5 separate regions of the Mus musculus genome follow, and all the other regions are linked to region 1. A link is a contact called in public HiCAR-type and promoter capture Hi-C data. All regions are on one chromosome and are shown on one strand. The core of a region is the stretch at or near the end of the contact, and the rest is flanking DNA. Distances in the headings are between cores, read along the strand shown. Region 1 holds the start of Cyth1 (cytohesin 1). Region 2 holds the start of Fdxr (ferredoxin reductase). Region 3 holds the start of Mrpl58 (mitochondrial ribosomal protein L58). Region 4 holds the start of Unk (unkempt family zinc finger). Region 5 holds the start of Actg1 (actin, gamma, cytoplasmic 1).

What was found. Promoter capture Hi-C pulls out the DNA fragments that hold promoters and counts their contacts. HiCAR-type assays count read pairs that join an accessible place to other places. Capture Hi-C pulls out chosen DNA fragments and counts their contacts.
Region 2: a promoter capture Hi-C map of pre-B cells shows a contact between it and region 1, with 2.7 times the contacts expected there. The contact joins the promoter of Fdxr here to the promoter of Cyth1 in region 1. A contact is called at or near these places in 2 of 39 promoter capture datasets (liver and pre-B cells) and 1 of 115 datasets of contacts at active chromatin or transcription factors (astrocytes).
Region 3: a contact with region 1 is called in a promoter capture Hi-C map of liver, with 2.2 times the contacts expected there. The contact joins the promoter of Mrpl58 here to the promoter of Cyth1 in region 1. A contact is called at or near these places in 1 of 39 promoter capture datasets (liver), 1 of 115 datasets of contacts at active chromatin or transcription factors (thymic regulatory T cells) and 1 of 9 other capture datasets (liver).
Region 4: a HiCAR-type map of astrocytes shows a contact between it and region 1, with 2.9 times the contacts expected there. The contact joins the promoter of Unk here to the promoter of Cyth1 in region 1. A contact is called at or near these places in 1 of 39 promoter capture datasets (pre-B cells), 1 of 115 datasets of contacts at active chromatin or transcription factors (astrocytes) and 1 of 9 other capture datasets (liver).
Region 5: a promoter capture Hi-C map of liver shows a contact between it and region 1, with 2.9 times the contacts expected there. The contact joins the promoter of Actg1 here to the promoter of Cyth1 in region 1. A contact is called at or near these places in 1 of 39 promoter capture datasets (pre-B cells), 1 of 115 datasets of contacts at active chromatin or transcription factors (astrocytes) and 1 of 9 other capture datasets (liver).

Annotation. Positions count from the first base shown.
Region 1 is chr11:118,247,280-118,249,861 of GRCm38.p6, reverse strand. Cyth1 (cytohesin 1) reads left to right here and starts at 1,304. Exons shown (of 14, transcript NM_011180.4): 1 at 1,304-1,423. The coding sequence starts at 1,402.
Region 2 is chr11:115,275,666-115,278,247 of GRCm38.p6, reverse strand. Fdxr (ferredoxin reductase) reads left to right here and starts at 1,279. Exons shown (of 12, transcript NM_007997.1): 1 at 1,279-1,439; 2 at 2,066-2,169. The coding sequence starts at 1,361.
Region 3 is chr11:115,402,447-115,405,028 of GRCm38.p6, reverse strand. It overlaps Mrpl58 (mitochondrial ribosomal protein L58), which reads right to left and starts at 1,277. Exons shown (of 6, transcript NM_001347645.1): 1 at 1,069-1,277. The coding sequence starts at 1,254.
Region 4 is chr11:116,029,032-116,031,613 of GRCm38.p6, reverse strand. It overlaps Unk (unkempt family zinc finger), which reads right to left and starts at 1,298. Exons shown (of 16, transcript NM_172569.4): 1 at 1,123-1,298. The coding sequence starts at 1,226.
Region 5 is chr11:120,347,195-120,349,776 of GRCm38.p6, reverse strand. It overlaps Actg1 (actin, gamma, cytoplasmic 1), which reads left to right and starts at 1,282. Exons shown (of 6, transcript NM_009609.3): 1 at 1,282-1,352; 2 at 1,680-1,808; 3 at 1,902-2,141; 4 at 2,428-2,582. The coding sequence starts at 1,686. It overlaps Mir6935 (microRNA 6935), which reads left to right and starts at 2,364; the gene lies at 2,364-2,427. It overlaps 0610009L18Rik (RIKEN cDNA 0610009L18 gene), which reads right to left and starts at 1,099. Exons shown (of 2, transcript NR_038126.1): 1 at 915-1,099.

The DNA of each region.
Region 1 (2,582 bases), core at 55-2,554:
GCAGCCCATCCAGCGAAGAGAAGGACCCACAAGGAAAGACCTGACTCTCCTTCCTCCCCATGTGGTTGGCCTGGCCCCTTCATGCCCTGCAGAAGCCCAGAGATTCCCACAACCCTCTACAGGCAGTGATTTGCAGAGAGAGGGAGCTGTGGGGGTAGAAGGCTGGTTCTGGGGCTGCATGGGGGATTTCAAGTCTTTGTTTCAATCAGGAAGACCCGTCCCAAAACTTCCCAGTGTCTCTTTTGCTGTATTTGTAGGTTTTTGTTTTGTTTTGTTTTGTTTTGTTTTTGAGGTGGAGTTTCACTATATTGTCCTCCTGCCTCAGTTTCCTGGGACGCTAGACTAACAACAGGTATGCCACAGGCAAGCACCACTACCCCAGGCCTTTCTGGGGTAAGAAGGGTTTGTGCATGCTGTGGTGGAGGACATCCTGGACAGGGACCTACCACCCAGAGATGCCCCAGCCCATATAAGACCCTCTGAGTCTGGGAATTAGTTTTCTCCTTTCCCCTGGTCTCTGGGATGCAATCTAGGGTCTCTCACATTGCTAGGCAAGTGCTCTGTCATTGAGCTGCAATGCACTCCCTGCTGGTCACTTGGCTAGAGTTCACAGGACAGGGTGTTCCCTAAGGGCCTTTTCAGATCATTGGTTGGTGCTTCCACTGATTAATTCTGCAGAGACCTCCTACCGCATAAATGCTCTCACCTCCACAGAAGCAGCCCCTGGCCACAACTGCAAAGGGGGATCAACCGGTCCTCCCGAAGAAAGCAGCAGAGCCTGTAAATTGAGGCTACTAATTTGGAAGTTATGTCCTCCTGTGCAACTTGGCGCCGGTAGGAAGTATAAGTAACGAACACAGATGAGTTTAGGTAATTTCCTCCTCGACGTGTTGGTGTCCGAGGCGGATACAGCTAGGGCCACCTTACCCTTCGGGTTATACCCGTGACCTTGAGTATGTTTAACCAGCCGAGTGGCTGGACGCTGGCCCTGGCTAGTAAACCACGCCCGCGGCCTACGCACGCTTGTGAAACTTGAAACCCGAAACTGCCCTGCCCCGAGGAGAGGGGGCGGTACCTAAGGAGAGAGGGCGTGACTTGGGGGCGGAGTCATAGATAGGCAGAGCCTAGGTGCCGCGCTTGCGTAAACGCAAACTAAAGAGGTCCTCAAGGGGACGGGGCCTAGAGGGCGTTCACGCACGCGCGTTTTGGCTGTGGGCGGGACCTTGTGCCGGGGGCGGTGCCTCGGGCGGCGCGTGCGCAGGCGCGTGCTGGGCAGTGCGGGCGCGGTGCGGGGGGCGGGGCTCCGCGGCTCGGAGCTGGCCTGTGGCGAGCTGGTGTCTGGCAGGACGCGGGCTGCGGGAGGTCAGTGGCGGTCGCGGGCCGGAGCCGGTCGCCAGCACCATGGAGGACGATGACAGCTATGGTGAGTGGGGCCGGTCCGCTGCCCCTTCGTGAGCTTCCGCCTGCGCCGGTGTCCCTGGGACGGGACGCGGAGCGCCGGGTGGCGGCAGTGCGAGGGCCCGGGGGTGACTGCCCAGACGCTCGAGGGCCTGAGGGTCGCCGGGGCTGAGGGTCGCCTGGACCTTTGGGTCGCCGTGAACTGAGAGTCACCCGGGCCTGAGGGTCGCTGGGAACTGAGTGTCACTCGAGCCTGAGGGTTGCCGGGGCTGTGGGTCACCCAGGCCTGGAGGGTCACGGCAGGGGTCGCCCGAACCTGAGGGCGCCGACGGAGACGGGTGTAAAACCGGGAATTGCTTTCGGGCTCCAGGACCGAGGTTACTCGGGCCTGGGGGTCGCTGGGGCTGAGGTTTGCGAGTCTAGGGGCCCCGGAAGGGGAGTCGCCGGGGTTAGAGGGTCTCCGCGGCGGGGGTTAACCGGAGCGCTGAGGGTCATGAGGATGCTGAGGAGCCCCGGGGTGCCGAGGGGAGTCAGGGCCAGGTGACCGGGGTCGTAGTCTTTAAGACGAGTCGCCTGCTGCTTGTCACCGGGGTGGCAGACGCCGCGAGCGGCCGCGGGACTAACACGCCCGGCCGGCCTGTGTTCCCTAGTAGTTTCCGGCTCTCAGGGGTGTTAGAAGTTATGTGCCCCATCCAGCTCTTTGTTCTGAGATGAACACAAGTGGCCTGACCGGGGCCTCTGAGCCGGGGACGTCGGTCAGGTTCGTGCTACCGTCGCATTGTGAATTAGCTCCTGGTCCCCTGGTCTGTCAGTCAGGGCCTGACCACACCGGGCAAGGGGATCAAGTTTGAGCTGTTGCCTGAAGGTAGCCGGGTAATGACACCAGTCCACATCCTCCACCAGGGCAGAAGCGATTTAGACTCTCCTGGCTAACCTTGCTGCTTGTTGGCGAACAGCCAGGGCTCTGGTCCCTCCGAGGGTGTGCAGTCTCTGGAGTTGTAGAAGGTTATTTGAAATGCTTTACGTGGTTGTTAGCATTGTTTCCAGGAGGAATGGAAGAAGGAATGGCAGGTAGGGCGAGTGGTGACCTTTTACTGGTTTGGCAGGGAAGTATGGCTCAGGAACTTAACAAGCTTATACGGCTTAGTGGAGCCAAACTCCGGTGTGTTGCCTCACAGGTAACT
Region 2 (2,582 bases), core at 30-2,529, 3.0 Mb after region 1:
CTGTATACAGCCCAGGCTAGCTTTGTACCTGAATTATGGAATAGAAGATTCAGCTAGGGGCGGGGCGGGGCGGGGCGAGGCAGGGGGCAGTTAAAACGTAGAGCAATTTTGTAAGTCCCTGGGTTCAATCTTCAACAAGAATAAACAAGAATCAGATGTTGTGAGGATGACAGGTTAGTCTTCCAAGAAGGAGAAGGACTCTCAGAGAAGCACTGGGCTTGTCTGGTTAGAGGTGACAATGGGTCCTGCCCTTATTTTAATTATATTTTTTGTGGTGTAATCGAAACCAGGATCATGTGCACATTAAGCATTCACCCTTCTTCAGGTCCTGTTCTTGTGTAGAAAACATGTGTGGGTCGGCTGGAGGGTAAAGTTGCTTGCCCTCAGCCTTAAATGAGTCTGAAACCCAGGAATTCACGTAGAGGAGGGAACCAACTCCTATAAGCTGTCCTCTGACTACCACACACCACGCGAACGCTGTGGCAAGTGTACACCGGCCCCCATAAATAATGTAATAAAATATATAAATGTTAGAAAAAACTTTTAAAAGATATTGATTTTAGGCTTTGCATCAATTTTCTTTTAAAACATGGAATATGAATGATTTACCTTGACTACTGAGCTTTTGGGTGCCCCCTAAGGTACGGTCTCACCCTGATCCCTGTACTGTCGGACCAGGGTCGAAGGTCGGGCTCTGGTCTCAGTGCCAGAGGGGGAACTTCTTCGCGTGTTTCCTCCCCCATCGTGGGAAGAGGGTGACTAGAAATAAGCTCTTGAGAGTTTAACACTTGTCCTTCTCTGACACGCACAAGTAGCTGTTTGAGGCTACATCAGTTCAACATCCAGACTTAAAAATCGAGGAGTCAAGAATAGCGGATACACGAGACTTCCGGGCTCTGGCCTTCTGATTGGCTGATACAAAAATCACTCAAACAACGACAACGGGGCATTGCGTCATCAGCGAGCGGCAAGCTTTACATAAAGTAAGCTCCTTTCCAATTGGCTCCCTTCTTCAAGAGCAACTGAAACAGCATAGGGGATTCGCGTTTCTTCAAATCTAGACTTCCGGCATCTGGAGGTACTAGGAAGACCGGAGAAATTTGATAAGCTTTTGAGGATTGGACGTTCTGGGGGCGGGGCCTTGGCGAGATGGGGGCATGGTTCTCTTTGGGGGCGTGGTTATTTCGGAAATCTTGGTGAAGTCTCCAAGTTGATGTTTCTAAGCAAGCGGGAGGCGAGGCTTGGGGCGGGGCTCCAGTGATGGGCGGGTCCAGAGGAGCGTCCTCGGCGGGCTGCTGGACCTGCGCTCAGCACTAGAGTCATTGCTAGCTCTTCCGCTTGCTGGTTGCACTTCTCAGCCATGGCTCCTCGCTGCTGGCACTGGTGGCGCTGGTCCGCGTGGTCTGGGCTTCGGCCGTCTCCCTCCAGGAGCACTCCGAGTAGGAGCAGGGCTCTTGGGGGCTGCACCAGGGCGAGGGGAGGCCTGTGATCAAGAGCGGGGGTCCGAGCAGAGCTGAGGCGGGGCTGGAGAGGGGCAAAGCTGAACGTGTCTGCTCTTGCGGGAGAAATGGGAGTGATGGAGAGGGGAGGATCTGTGCAAAGAGATGTAAGGCGTCCTGGGTAAGACAGCTCAGTAAAGGCTAAAAGGATAGACCATGAGGTCTTTATGTGTGATACGAGGTGAACGGAGGTGACAGGCAAATTCGAGGTGAGGAGATGAGCAATAGAGTTCTGTGGGGGAAAGAAGGGCTAGAAAAAAGCAAAATAGAAACGTGATGGGCATATGAAGACATGAGATCACATAAGGAACCTCTCAAGAAAGATAGTGCTGTGCAGGACAGCTTGGGGGATAAGGGGGTCTGGGGCAGATTATTTGTTATTGTTCATGGGTGAGACATGGGGTTCTGGATAAAGACAGCTCTGGCATTCAGATGAAATGGTGAAGCTTTGAGGAACGGAAAAAGGAAGATGCAGGTGAGGGTGAAGGCAAGGTGCAACTGGACAGAATTGGTTTGGGGTGGTAGGAGGGTGTTGGTTTGACCCTGCTGTCCCCTGCTCTACCTAGCCCCAGGCTTCTGCCAGAAGTTCTCCACACAGGAGAAGACCCCTCAGATCTGTGTGGTCGGCAGTGGCCCAGCTGGCTTCTACACAGCCCAACACTTGTTAAAGGTAAGCGAGGCACTCCTTCCAGGCTCCCTTCTTACCATTCATTTCTTGTCCCAATTCTGGGGGTAGGCTCCAGCCCTTTGGTTTGTCTGACAAGGAAGGGGCTTTTGACTAATGTAAGCTGTGTTCTTTCTAACTGATTCCACAGGTATAGCTGAGGCGCCCTAGGTCCTCAGCTGTGAGAGACATGCATTTGTTCCATGGATGGTGGTTGGGGACAGATGGGCAGCTGTCTTCTGCTTTGTAGGGAAGTCTTTTTCAGTCTAATGGGATGGCTTTCGCCTCCCCTTATCTTTACGCTTCTTTATCTCCAGCATTTTATATTTCAAGGCAATCTTGTCTGCAGCTTTGCGCCCTCCCCACGACCATTCTCTTCCACAAAGGCCAAGGTCTCAAAGCTTTCAGTATTAGTCTTG
Region 3 (2,582 bases), core at 28-2,527, 2.8 Mb after region 1:
TTGGGTTACAGATTCAGGCCACTGTGGCCCATTCTTCCAGGCTTTTCCCAGATCACTCTACCTAAAACTTCAATGCTTAGCTGGGTTTGTTGGTATATGCCTGTAATCTCAGTACTTGAGAGGCAGGAAGATCACTGCAAACTAGAGATCATCCAGGGCTTTTAAAGAGCTTTTCTCACAACATGTATCAGTACAGTGATACATGCCAGTAATCTTTACGCGTGGGAGATGAACGTGGAAGGATCAGGAGCTCATAGCCACCCACAGCTATGTAGCAAGTTCGAGTCTAGCCTAGGCTACATGAGATCCTTTGTCCAAACAAACAACAAACCTACAACTGTTATTATCTCTAGCTTCACCTTTGCCTTCTGAGTCTTACTATCTCTGAAGTATCATATTTAGTGTTACTTGGGTTTATTCATTTATTTTTGTCTGTCGCCCTCCAGTATACGAGCTTTACAGCCTTAGGATTTCTGTTTTACTACTCTCTGCCCCAAATTAGCACTGTGCTAACAGCATGCTCTCAAAAGATGTCTGCTGAATGAGGTGCGAGTGGATGAATGAAAATACTTGATGCTCTTTCAATCCTACAGGTGCAGCTCAATAGATGCTCTCTTTCCTGCTCAGGCCCCACGCAGTACCACTACATGACGCAGGCTAAACATGGACCCTTAGGGACCAAACCAGCTTTGTCTCAGGCTTCCTAACGTTACTAGGGTCAAAAGACTGGGTAACGTCCCAACTTGCGGATCTCAGGTTTTACTACTTTCAAGGTCCATAATGCACATCTTCCCATATAATGTGAGCCTGAAGGCCGGGAAGCAAACGTGGACAAACTAACGATCTAGAAAGACGCGTATGTGGCGGCTCTCTCCCAGGGTCTGCACTACCCGAGCCACGAGGGTTGCAATCACACTCTACAGTCCCAGCACATCCCGCACCTCCGGCCGGGTTACTAGGGCGATCAGTTCCTCCTGGGGCAACCAAAACCTTGCAAGCCGCCCGGCTTCCTCGCGTCACCTAGCAGCGGGAGGAACCGCCCTTTCCGTCCCGCCTTTCTCGGCTCACCGGGACCTTCCAGGCGGTATCCGCGCCCTTGGACTCGGGGTACAGCTTGTCCAGGCTGTAGATGCTCTGGAACGTGGTGCCGTCTACCTGTCTGTGCAGAGCCCGGCGAGCACAGCGCGCGGGCGGCGCGAGCAACAACGTTCCAGTTCGGCTCAGGCCCCAGCGTAGGCCCCAGGCGGTCGCCATGTTCACCTCCCAGGACCGCTTCCGGTGCTCACTCTTCCGGCGGTCCGCCAGCCTTGGCTGAGCTGGCTCTTAAGTTCCGCCGGGTTTCTCGGGCTCCGGGCTGTCCACCTTGGCGGTGATGGTGGGAAGTGGTGCGCACCCAGCTGACATCTGGTAGAGGTTGACCGGCAGATAGAGACCACCTACGGGAGATTTTTCTTAAAAAGATTCCTGTATGGGTCTGACTGAGCGGTGCTCACCTGCAGTCCCAGCACTGCTCTCAAGGCTAAGGCAGATGAGAGCCTAACCTAGTCACATAGCCCCTGTCATAAAAATAATACATACATGGCCAGGCGTGGTGGCACTTAATCCCAGCACTTGGGAGGCAGAGGCAGGTGGATCTCTGAGTTCGAGGCCAGCCTGGTTTACAGAGTGCGTTCCAGGACAGCAAGGGCTATGCAGAAAAAAAACCCTGTCTTGAAAAACCATAAAAAAAAAATAATAATAGTACATACATACACACATACATACATACATGGCCAGGCCTTAATCCTTGCACTTGGGAGGCAGAGATAGGTGGACCTAGGCTAGCCTGGTCTACAAAGTGAGTCCAGGACAGCCGAGGCTTCTATACAGAGAAACTCTGTCTTGGAAAAATCATTTTAAATGTGTGTGTATGTAAACAAATATATAAATGCATAAATACATAAACAAACACTGGATCTAGCATCCTAGAAACACCCTTTTCTCTTTTTTGAGTCTGTTCTCCTTCCCTGGACCCTTGAGCAACCTAACTAGATACAGCAAGGACGACCTTACCTGCTAAGCTCGGACTTTCCCTGCCCTTTCCTATCCCTTGTTCAGTGTGAGCCACATTCCTAACTTGCTTTAGATAGATGAGTGGATAGACAGTCAACCAATCTTTGTGTGTTCGATTTTGAGCTTAAGGGTTGGTTTTGTGGTATTTATTTAGGCAGGTTTCAATTATGTAGCCCTAGCTGGCCTGGAGCTCACTATATACAGCAGGTTGCCTGCCTCTCAGTCCAGAGCATTGGTATTAAAAGCTTACCCAACCAGGTCTGTCTTTTGCTTGTGTTTTGAGACAGGGTTTCAACCTATTTAGCTCAGACTAGTCTTGAACTCCTGACCCTCCTGCCTTCACCTCACAGGTGTTCAGATTTGTACCACTACTCCAAGGCCCAGTCTTATGTTCTAACATATTGCCTGTCTCCAAGTTAGAATGTAAGGTCTCTGCTGTATCCCAAACATGCAGAGTGTGTCACATCACAGACATACCACGACTGTGGGTCAAGTGAATTTCATGGTAGTTCACGTTTTTGTTGTTCTTT
Region 4 (2,582 bases), core at 49-2,548, 2.2 Mb after region 1:
TCTGATGTTAGACCTTCTTATCAAAAGCAATGGCAAGGTTGCAGAGTGAGAGAGAACTCCAGTAAGAAAGGACCAACTGATGACCACCATACTTGAAAGGCTAACCTGAGTTACAGTCAAGTTTGGATGACGTCAGCCAACACTAGTCATTTGAAGAAACCAATACATTTTCTATAACCAATGTTCCCCTGTCCCAACTCCCAAAAGTGTTGAACCAGAGCTGCTTCTGCCTGACTTTAGTTCGGATGCTGCCAGCTCCTGGCTGGACGCTGGAGTGTTGTTCAATCTCTCGGGTTCTGACATTTCCACAGGTTGGGATCTCCTAAACTGGCCCATCACTCAGGCACCCAGTAGGGACACTCCTGGCACACAGCAGGGAACGGAAACCAACAGGGCTTTACAAGAGGAACTACAGCATTGGCCTTTGTCTCACAGAACCTAGGCCTACTGTGACATGACAGCAAGGAAGGCAGGGACCTAAGCTTGTACACATGCAGTTTTTACATTGTGGCAATCTCATTTAGGCCAGTTACGATGAGGCTCCCTTGCCTGCCCGATGCTGAAGGGGTCTGCAACCATTAACACCCCGGATGTCGCTGACTCAAGCTAGACAGTACAGCCTGCACGGAGTGAGCCCATTTCTGCACGTTTGACTGTTTAAGGGAATTCAAGCATGGGTGATCCTCGTGGACAATCTAACAGGCCTTAAAGATACAAAAGGCCTCCGGTGCACAGAGTCTCCTCCCGAGACTTCAAGCAAACAGTCATTTCTAGACAGGTCTCGTGCTGGTTGGTACAGACTTCCACTTGTCATGTCGTGGACTTGTCGGGTTTTATGTCTGAGACCGTCAGGCCTCTGAGGCCTGGCCTGAGAAGTGTGGATTCGGGACCCGCGCTCCTGCCTTTCCGACTCGGAGGCTGGGACCGAGTTTCCCGCCCCACTGCCCGACCAGAGGTTGGTGACAGTTGAAGTAAGCTGGGACCGGTCCCAGCAGGTTGGAACCGGTCTGGGCCGAGCCGGAGGAAGGGGGGGGGGGACAGCCTCGCGCTCTCCCTGCGCGCGTGACTCACGCTGGCCGCTGACGTCAGGCGTGCGCGCGCGGCGGGGGGGGCTCTACGTACGTGTAGTGCTGCGGTTTCTCGGGCTGTGCCTGCAGCACCTGAGCGGTAGCGGCCGGGGGCGCCGAGGAAGCTGCCGAGCCGCCGGGCCCGGGGCCCTTCGACATGGTCCTGTCTTCCTGCCTCTTCGCCGCTCCCCTTTTATTATTCAGTCTGCGCGGTCCGCGCCGAAGACCCACAGCGCCTGCGCCGCGCCACGAGAACGTGAAGACCCCCCGCACAGCAGCAAAGGTTGCTGGGAGTTGTGGTCCTCCTTTCCGGTGAAATTTTACCGTTGGCACAGTGTCGCTGCTAAAGTGCAAGACCACAATACCCAGAGATCTTTGCGGACGGTGTCCCGGATGCTGAGGATCCGCAATGCCTTGTGGTAATTGTAGTCTAGTCACTCTTAACTATTACCTGAGCATTGTCAGTGTGGTCGGAGGTGAACTCTACCTTTAAACTGGATCCTCCGGAGAGCAAGGAACCAGTTAGGGAGGCCTGAAACAACTCCACGGAGAATGTTCCAAATGCAGTGCAGTAATTGCCTTGCCTCCCTACCAGTACAGTTGGCGCACCGTTTCTAAAGTCAGTCTAGAGCATTGCCTCGGAGCCAGCAAGCTAGTCAGCCAATATTTTCATAATATAGTAACCTGTAAATCACCAGAGAAAGTATGCAGGCTAGCAGACAGTTTGAAGAAGCTTTTTATTGTTGTTGCTTTGTTTTGTTTTTAAAAATTACAATACACCATATTGTTCCTGGGCATCATTAACATTTATCAACCCTGAAACCTGGAACCCCTCCACTTGGGCTCCTTCTGAACTCAGTGGTTGGCCCAAATACCTTGTTTCCAGTAGGTTAAGGTCCAAGGGAGAACCTAATCTCTATCTAGAGTAGTCTCTTAGGCACTTTGGTAAATTGTTGAGAAGTATAGTGATAGACTACATGAGAAGGGCCAGGGGCTGAGGAAAAAAAAATGTTCTAGTCCATTCTAGTTCCCTTTTCTGGAAAAAAACCTTTCTGTTCCGGGGAAATGCAAGGCAATTGCCTCACATTTAGGAATATGGTTTTATGAAATGACTTTCTACAGGCTGGATATAGGGGTACATCCTGAGGGAGGAAAGTCACAAGTTCCAGGCCAAGCTAGGCTATGTACTAAAACCCTATCTCAAAAACCAACACGGTGGCATGTATCTCGGTCCCAGCACTCAGGAAGCAACGGAAGGTGGATCTCTGAATTCAAAGCCTGGTGGCATCCGTTGGTAGTTCTAGGTCAGCCAGAGCTGTCAGTCTGTCTAAAAACCCGAACAAGAACAACCAAACAACAACAGGTTGGAGATGAGTAGGGGTAAAGGTGCTTGCTTCCCTAGGCTGCAAACCCAAGTGGGATCTCTGGGACTGATGTACAGGTGGTAGGAGAGAACCCACTCCACGAATAATAATAAAATAATAAAAATGTCCATCATAGATATGTAATACTTCC
Region 5 (2,582 bases), core at 33-2,532, 2.1 Mb before region 1:
CTCCCATTTGACAGGCACCTCTGTACAACCACAGGGCCAGCGCCCTTCTTTCTAGGCCTGATGTTGCACAAAAGGTGACTGAGTGTTGGCACGGGTTTATGGCCAGCAGGTAAGCAGGGCAGGCTGCTTGGTCCCCCTGGGTCTTGTGTTCATGTCTCAGATGGGGAGCTGACCTTGCAGGGCTGCCTGAGAGCGCCTGTGCATAGGGTGGGAGTGGCACCCCGTACCTGCTCGAATCAAGCTCTGTGCCCTGTGACCTTGGAGTCCCTCACCTCACTGCTACCCTCCGCTTCATTCCACAATGAACCATTCCAGAAGCTTACAAATAAAACCCGGTTAACTCCCGTGCCAGCTTTCTCTTCAGGCACCATCTAGGACGGCAGCGCCACGACCCTGCTAAGGGTGACAAGTTTCCAAACAGCCGGGAGAAGGGCAGCGAGGCCGGCCCGCCCCCCACGCCTGTCCGGAGGGGACTAAGGCCTAAGCATTCTGTGCCCAAAACCAGTTTGACCCGGACTTCATAATCAGTGGAGAGGAGTCTCGCCAGCTGACCCACGCGGGGGGCGGGGCTGGACCATCCTGAAAGTCGGGAGACTTCCCCTGCCTCAGTTTCCCTACAATGTGTCCCGCAAAGCCAGCATAACACAATGCCCACTCACACCACCACCACCACCTTCTTTGATGCCCAGGGACACCCAACCCCGTGACGACCCCTCCTCCAATAAAGGGACATGGCTGAAGTGGAAGAACTGGTGACCCTCTCCCACGTGACTGGGATGTGATGGCCGCTCCCCGGACCCCCGGGAATCCCTCCAGCCCGTCCCCAGCCAGGCACACACGGACCCTGTAGAGAAAGGTCCTGGGGGGTGTGCGGGGCACAGGATTCACATAGGGGCGGGGGCCACGGGACTCACCCCAGATCGGGGCGCGGCCCGCCCCGGGCTTGGCAGTTTCGGGGCGCAGCCCGGGCCCTCCCTGCTACGCGGCAGTCCCGGGGCAGGGCAGGGCCGATCGCACGCACGCCACTCGCCGAGACCCCCGCGAGCAAGAACCGGGCCTCCCGGGGTCGCGAGCGCGCGGGGGCGGCGCGGGCGGGGCCGTTGGCGGCGGCGCGGGCCAGGGGCGGGCGGGCCCGGGCCCCACGTGTCCCTGGCGGGCGGGCCAATAGGCGCCCGGCTTTTGGAAAGATCGCCATATATGGACATGTTCTGGGGCCGCGCGCGCCCCCGCCCGCGCGCGCGGCCCGCTCCCGCTTAAATAGCGGCGGGGGAGGCCGCGGTCGGTCTCACACTCCGCCGCCGGCTTACACTGCGCTTCTTGCCGCTCCTCCGTCGCCGCCGCGTCCTTCGCCGGTAAGCTGCCGCTCCCCGGGCTTGGCCCAGTGACTTCCTGTGGCCCTTTCTTCCCGCTCACCCTGCCTGCCGCACCGCTGCGGAGCGGAGCGGAGCGCAGGGCGCCTGACGGGTGGGCCTGGGTCTGCAGCCGCGGCTGGGGGCAGGGCGGGGCCCGACGCAATGCGCAGCCCCTCCTCGCCGCGGCGGAACGGGGCGCTGCCGGTAGCCGACGGTTACGCCGCCCGGGGTGGGGACTGCACTCCTCCGGGGTGGCTCGGCCCTGGCCGAGGACATTTTCTGAGTTCGGTGAGGGCTGCGCTAATTCCGGGGCTTCTTCCTGCGCAGATCGCAATGGAAGAAGAAATCGCCGCACTCGTCATTGACAATGGCTCCGGCATGTGCAAAGCCGGCTTTGCTGGCGACGACGCCCCCAGGGCCGTGTTCCCTTCCATCGTAGGGCGCCCCCGACACCAGGTTAGTTGAGAGGAGTGGCCTCCCTTGTGTTCTCTCTGGGCCCGGGTCGCGCGGTGGGTGGGGCGAGTCTGACCGCGGCCTTTTCTCTCGCAGGGCGTCATGGTGGGCATGGGCCAGAAAGACTCATACGTGGGTGACGAGGCCCAGAGCAAGAGGGGTATCCTGACCCTGAAGTACCCTATCGAACACGGCATTGTCACTAACTGGGACGACATGGAGAAGATCTGGCACCACACCTTCTACAATGAGCTGCGTGTGGCTCCTGAGGAGCACCCGGTGCTTCTGACCGAGGCCCCCCTGAACCCCAAAGCTAACAGAGAGAAGATGACGCAGGTATGCTTGAGCCGGGACCTTGCCTCCCCTTGGGCGTGACGAGTCATTTTGTGTTGTGCCTCATTTCCTGACATTCAAGCGTTTCTTTGGTGTTTCTAGGGTTCTGTTCCTCTTCTCCTGGCATTTCCTCCCTGAAGCCTCCAGGTTTCTGTTTGCGTTTCTGCTTGCGTTCTGTTCTTTTTTTCTTCACACATCACATTTGTGGCATGCAGCATGCAGAGTGTGGGTGTGGGAGGCTCAGGGCCCCTGCTACTCACTCACTCAGGTGTTCTTTGTCTTTCCACAGATAATGTTTGAAACCTTCAATACCCCAGCCATGTACGTGGCCATTCAGGCGGTGCTGTCCTTGTATGCATCTGGGCGCACCACTGGCATTGTCATGGACTCTGGTGACGGGGTCACACACACAGTGCCCATCTATGAGGGCTACGCCCTTCCCCA